2 separate regions of the Mus musculus genome follow, and region 2 is linked to region 1. Evidence: chromatin contacts called from public HiChIP or PLAC-seq data. All regions are on one chromosome and are shown on one strand. Each heading gives the region's core, a stretch centred on a gene start, on an enhancer-like site or on the middle of the called end of the contact. The rest is flanking DNA. Distances are from core to core; before and after follow the strand shown. Region 1 overlaps Mgat5 (mannoside acetylglucosaminyltransferase 5). Region 2 overlaps Mgat5 (mannoside acetylglucosaminyltransferase 5).

What was found. HiChIP or PLAC-seq counts read pairs in DNA pulled down with a chosen protein or histone mark.
Region 2: a contact with region 1 is called in an HNF4G HiChIP or PLAC-seq map of pancreatic cancer cells. The contact joins two enhancer-like sites. A contact is called at or near these places in 1 of 15 datasets of contacts at CTCF or cohesin (large pre-B cells), 5 of 484 Hi-C or Micro-C datasets (B cells, CD8 T cells, the N1E-115 cell line and 2 more), 4 of 115 datasets of contacts at active chromatin or transcription factors (CD8 T cells, embryonic stem cells, large pre-B cells and 1 more) and 2 of 9 other capture datasets (adipose tissue and pancreatic islet).

Annotation. Positions count from the first base shown.
Region 1 is chr1:127,289,712-127,293,017 of GRCm38.p6, forward strand. The region is part of intron 2 of Mgat5 (mannoside acetylglucosaminyltransferase 5); the gene reads left to right. Among named protein-coding and RNA genes, the nearest start is that of Gm51747, 8.9 kb to the right of the region's middle. Within about 2 kb of position 1,985, at least 57 of the 459 cell types and tissues checked have an H3K27ac peak or open chromatin away from gene starts, as enhancers often do. A contact at or near this core is called in CD8 T cells and pancreatic cancer cells, where this site is marked.
Region 2 is chr1:127,423,814-127,426,820 of GRCm38.p6, forward strand. The region is part of intron 12 of Mgat5 (mannoside acetylglucosaminyltransferase 5); the gene reads left to right. It overlaps Gm51746 (a long non-coding RNA gene), which reads right to left. Exons shown (of 6, transcript XR_003948718.1): 2 at 2,839-2,920; 3 at 2,056-2,110. Among named protein-coding and RNA genes, the nearest start is that of Gm51746, 12 kb to the right of the region's middle. Within about 2 kb of position 1,413, at least 137 of the 459 cell types and tissues checked have an H3K27ac peak or open chromatin away from gene starts, as enhancers often do. A contact at or near this core is called in CD8 T cells and pancreatic cancer cells, where this site is marked.

The DNA of each region.
Region 1 (3,306 bases), core at 735-3,234:
GTAATTGGAACATAAGCACTGGCTGTCTGAGAGAATTTATTTGAGGACTAAGATGGTCACAGAATGACCACTGGGCAGGTAGCACATGCGTTATGGATGTAGGATAGGTAAATATGGTCCACATGTGGCGCTGGGAAAGTTCCTCACACTATTTGGACTGATTCACAATTTGCAACGTACTGGCTGGTTCTGGCAATGTAGCTTTAATACACTCAGACCGTGGTTGGGTCACAACAAACTGTGGAAAGGGGACATGATGGCAGTGGGCCTATGTGTACTCTCAGGTGATACCAAACCAAGACCTGAGCACTGGTAGGTCATTGTAAGGGATATGGCATAGCTGAAAATCATTTTGTGATGATTCTTACTCTTGGCTGCTTGGAATATTCCCTGAGGACTAACTGACTCTCTCCCTCTCTCTCTCTCCCTCCCTCCCTCTCTCTCTCTCTCTCTCTGTATGTGCATGTGTTCTTGTGTGCCTGCATGCATGTATATATGTTTTTGTGTGTGTATGCATGCGTGCATGTATGCTTTTGTGTGTGTGTGAATGTGTTGGTGTATGCTTGAGTACATACGTGCGTGTGGAGGGATAGATAGAGGTCAGCACTGGGTGATTTCCTCTGTCAAGCCCCATCTTCCTTTCTAAGATACAGTCTCAGTAAACCTGTAGCTTGTTGCTTCTGCTAGGCTGGCTGGTCAATGGGTTCCAGAGAGCCACTGGTCTCTCCCTTCCCAGTAAGAGAGTTACAGGTGTACACCACCTTGCCCCCCAGCTTACATGCACACTGAGGATTTGAACTCTACCCCTCACGTTTATACCGCAAGCACTTTACTCACTGACACTGAGCCACACACTCCCACCCGTGGGGACACATTTCAGTTTAAGACTGTCTCTGTTTCAGAGACCATTGATGCTACGGTGGTCGTGATGAGTGTAGATTTTGCTAGCCACTACTTATTTATTCTTGTAAAGTGGATTATACCCCCAGGGGCTTGCCAAGTAGAAATCTAAGCCTCATAATTCTGTCTTGCGATCTTTTTATGTAAAAAGTCCACACTGTCACAACGGGTTTGATGCTGGAGAACACTACAGATGTTTATGCGTTTTGAGTCTGGGATGATGTCATGGTGAGCTGTTCTTCCGAGCCTGTCTGTGTACCGTGTTGCCGTATCCTTGTTCATTTGCATTGTGAAATTTAAGGGCACAAAGGCAGGCTTTGTTAGTTTCTTGGTTTTGTTTTGGTCACGGTTCTTAAATATGGCGTCTTCCAGAGAATGACTTGCTTCGGTGGCTTCAGTGACTCTGAGGAGTGTGTGTTTACTTTTGAAAAGTCAATATTGTGACAGGGATCCTTCCGTTTTCTAGGGACCGACCCAGGGAATTTGTTCTGTGGGTGCGCACTGTATGCTTGTGTGTGCTCTGAGCTTGCCTCCAATATATTTATGGAACTCAAATTCAAGATAGGCTCCTTTGCTTTCCTTCCCTCCGTACCTGGGTCTCAGTGAACCTGGAGTTCACTGATGTAACTAAGCTGGCCAGCAAGGGAGCCTCGGGGAGCCTCAGGGAGTTTCCTGCCTCCACTTCCCTGAGGCTAGGATCACAGGGATGCACCACTATGCTTCTCTTTATTTGGATGCTGGGCATCTGAACTCAGGTCCTCCTGCTTGAACAGAAATTAGTCACCAAGCCATCTCCCCAGCTCCAGGAAATACCCCAAAGTAACAGTCACAATCATTCCTGGAAACAGGGTTTGGCCACCTAGGGCTGCAGGACTTCTTCACCAAAGGTAAGGGACAAGATAAATTCGGTGTCAGTTACCGTGGCATTCTGCTGGCGCTTGCCTGTGTTGTCTATGCTTCACATGGACGTTGTGTGCATCCTGGAGACAGGAACTGAAGAGCACAGGGTAAACCAGAGCCTTCCTGGGAATAAAATGTGGTTAGCCAAGGCGGGCTGTGTGGTTTTAGGTTAAACAGGAACTCCGGAAGGTGCCTGGGGCTCCTCTGAATTGTCAGGAGACTTCTTCAGTCATCCAGTTCTCACCAAAAGCCCAGTGCCAGAAGCAGCAATTTGCAAATTACAACTCTGTGTAGTAGTAGACATCCTCCACAGTTGGAAGTTTCTAGAACTTTCCAAAGCAGGTTGAGGCCTTCTTGGGGCTAAGACTTGAATTTGGATTTGATTACCCAATGTCCCTCTGCCATACCATCTTGCCTCACCACTCACACAGGCACTTGACTTCTGGGCCTCCTGAGCCATTTTAGAGCAGGCTCACAAGGCTGGCTTCAGTTCTGGCTGAGGAGCTGTCCCTTGAGATGTGTCTCCAAGTGAAGATGTTCAGACCACATATGTTGTGGGTCTCTTGCTGGGTGCTAGCCTCCTCAGAGCAGGAAGGGTACTGTGGTCTGAGGAGAGCAGGAGGCAGCCTGGTGGAGGCTGCTTACATGTGCTCATTCTATGCCACTCTCATCTCCTAAGTTTGTGAAGCATGACAGTTATTGGGAGCTGTTTGTGTTGGTTAGAGATCTTATATGATGACAGAGACATCTGGGTCATCCTGGTAATTGACTACGGTCACTTTGTTCCTTATATGGAGTGATTAAGATGAGTGCCATGAGTTTGAGGTTAGCCTGGGGTATAGAGCAAAACCCTGTCCCCAAAAACTAACTAACTAACTAGCTAACTAGCTAACTAGTGCTAACATTTTAAAGTATAAAAATTTAACCAAACTGTGTTTTTCTGGTGGTGATGGTAGTGTTTGTGACAAGAGAGTGATTATCTGTGGTTTTCTCAATTTTAATTTTTGAGGCCATGTTTGTTACTACACCCAGTGTTTACAGATTTGGCCAGACAAGCTAATGAGTGAACTTTAGGGGCCCTTCTGTCTCTAGGGTCACAGCTTTTCTGTGTGAATACCAAGATTCTGAACTCAGAGTCTCCTGTTTGTGTAGGCAAGGACATTGAGAGTTTAACCATTTCTTCAGCCCTGAGTTTTCTGGAAAGTTCATGAAGTCTTACTCCAGTTATTCAGTGACTGGAACAGACAAGAGGCTGCCCTTTTACATAGATCACATTGTCTGTGTTTAACAAAGCCCTTCTCTTCCTTCTTAGACCTCTTTCTTGTCCGTTTACTAACTTATATGTGGTAAGGTGGATCTCTTAGCTTAATAGATTCTCTAGTTATGATCAAGGCTGCCGTTCTTACCTGGCCCTAGATGAATAGGTTAGTAAACTCAAAGAGAAAGCGAGCTATTCTTGTATCTAACACATATTCCAAGGTGATTCGATGCACACGTAGAGTACCC
Region 2 (3,007 bases), core at 163-2,662, 130 kb after region 1:
AAATGTTTGTCCTTTGCAGCTGCCACTAGAGCGTTGCCTGGAGAGGCACTGAAAACGCACTTCTGGGATACAGTGATCTAGTGTCTAATTCACTAGTAGCTCTTGTAACATAAAGAAGGAGGGAGGGAGGGAGGGAGGGAGGGAGGGAGGGAGGGAGGGAGGGAGGGAGGGAGGGAGGGAGGGAGGGAGGGAGGGCAGGCTGGGGACTATAAGGTCAGAGCTTAGTGTAAGCTTAAGACTTAGTGTGTGAGAAGTAAAGGCTAAGGAAGGTTCATTGTCTGAAATTCCTCTCTAATTGGCTTCATTCACCAGAGCCCCCCACAAGCATCTGTAGAACCCTAGATCAAGATTACACAGCAGTTACAAGAAGAGGTCTTTAGGCTTGGGGAAATTGCTCATTCTAAAAAGTGTTTGTGCAGATTGGAGGACCCAGGCTCCATCCCCAGACCTGCATAGAAAGCCCACTCAGAAGCCTTCTCCACTCTAGTCCTCGTGCCCTGATGGAAAGATGGGACTCCCACAAGACTTGCAGTCAGCCCCAGCCTGCTTTACTCAATAGAGACCCTGTCTCAAGCCAGGGCTGATCCCGGGGCTTCCGTGAACACACTGTGTCACACGCGTACCCATACTCATACACACGCAAGCTTTAAGTAGAGGGTTAGAGACAGAACAGGATGTGTTTCCAAGTCCTATCACCAGCTTGCGTTCAGTACAACTCAGGGTCTTCTGACTTCCTTGAGACAATGGTTTGTAGACTAGGCCTGCCATAGGGGCATGGTTAAGTAGGGGCTGTTGCTAAGGTGCCTGGGCTCCTCATGCAGACTGGGCTGGCTGTCAATTACCCCTCTCTGTCTAAATCCTTGCGGTTGTGTGTAGCTGCCCACCCCCTTCACCAGCCCCTCCGGCCTTGCTCTCCCACTCTCTCTCTCCTGCACTTTCCCATCCCCTGCTCAAGTCATCTTTTCTTTGGCTCCTCTCAGCTCTGCCCTGTGCATTGAGGCTTTGCTGTAATGAATTAGCACTGGTCTGGTACTGCAGTTGTGAAATATTATACCCAGGGCCTTTCAGAATTGCATATATCTGTTCTGAATATTCTGTTATCTTTTCGGGACTTGTTCTTACTCCCTCTCTAGAATCAAGTAGTCCCTTCCAGTTTGAGTCTTTCAAGAATAAAATAAGAGAGAGTATTGCTGTGGCTGTGACCCAAAAGATGGATGAATCACGGCTTAGCCACATACCCAGAGCTGGCAGTGTAAGTTCCTAGTCCTGGTGAGGAGACATCTGTAACTTTTCTAGAACTTCCCATCGCCAGCTGGATCAGGGATGCAAAGACTGTTTCCTGTATACACACACACACACTGAGGAGGTGGGGGCAGTGAGACGATGAGTCAGAGAGGCAGGGACAGCCTGCCAGCCTCACTATAAGGAAGTGGTGCCCATCCTAATGGAGTCAGGACTCCTGCCCTGAGGCCACATGGACTGGGCTGTGGACTTTTTGAAAACAAGGCTCTAATTGGTCAACCCCCCCCATCACCATCCCCAGTACCCAGCCAAACCCAGGCCAGGGGAAATACACGGTGAGTATCTCCAGAGAATAAAATTTGAATATTCAAATAGAACTGGGCCGAGGGGTGGGCGGAGCATGAGAGGCATGCCAGCCCTTTCTGTAAACACTCAAGGCTTTTTCACCCAAAGGTTCAGAAAGAGCAGGCAGCTTACATACTAGAGTTGTGCTCTTATGGAGAAGAGACAAAGGCTTTGACTGTCTTCTTGCCCTGTGTCTGAGGGGAAGGCATTTTCAAGGCAGTTTTGTCATGTATGAAAAAAAAAAAAGACATTTATGGTATGTAAGTCATAGGACTATAAGAATAATAAAGTCAAGAAGTGTTTGCTGTAGTATATAGTGTTTCTACTCAGGTTCTCAGGAATATTTTCTGTAAGCTTTTTTTCCCCTCAGGCAAGAACAGTGTCTATATAGTTTCTGCTCTGTTACTATCACAGAAACCCAGTCCTGGCCTGGGTAATCTGGAAAGGAAGAAGGTTTATTTTACTCACAGTTCTGGAGAGTCCAGAGTTTTTGCTCAGCTCAGGTGAGATGGCAGGTGACCTCCTAAGAGCAACAGAACAGTCGAGGTAGTGAGACAACTCATGATGAGACAGGAAGCTAGGAAGACCCCGTCAGTCATTCCCCCCTCTCCCCCCTCCCCCCCTTGCTTGCTCTCGTGAGACCCACAGAAACCTCTCTCTAAGCTACCCTCCCTGGAGTCATAGCTACCTACCATGCTCTGTCCCTGGACATGGCTGCCTCCCTTGCTCTACCTCTGGAAGCTTCCACACCTCTCAGAGGCTAAGATTCTGTGTTAACCTTCCAAACCACAGCAGCCTCCAGACTAGAGATGTTTGTCATTAGAGAAGGGATTGCAAGATCATTTCCTGACCAGTACATCCCACGTCTGCCCCTAACCCACGAACTTCTTTGAATTTCACCTGCTGAACAGATACAAGGAGACCTCACAAGTCTGAATACTGTAAACTAGAAGCATGCACACTGCATTTTCTTGCTGCAGATAGTCTTCAGTAGCTGGTAACTATGACTATTGCTATTGTTTATATCTGAAATAGCCACAGGGGCCCCTGTATGAAAGACTAAGTTGCCAACCTGTGGTGCTATGTGTGATGATGCCTTTGAAGGTACTATTGAGGATTCTGAGCTGGAAGGTTGCAGATAACTGAAGAATCTTCTGGGTGGGTGGGGTACCTCACTTTTCAAAGCCTTCATTATGTAACATACATCAAGCATTGGGTGTGTTTCTTACCAGATTTGTTTGTGCTACATACCTGAGTGGTAATTCCATCACTCAAGCTGATAAAATCACATTCAAGTAAAAAACATTTTCTTCTGTACAAACTTAGGTTGTAGCTTTGGGGGAGAGAGAGAGAGAGAGAGAGAGAGAGAGAGAGAGAGAGAGAGAGATATGATATGATATGATATGATATGATATGATAT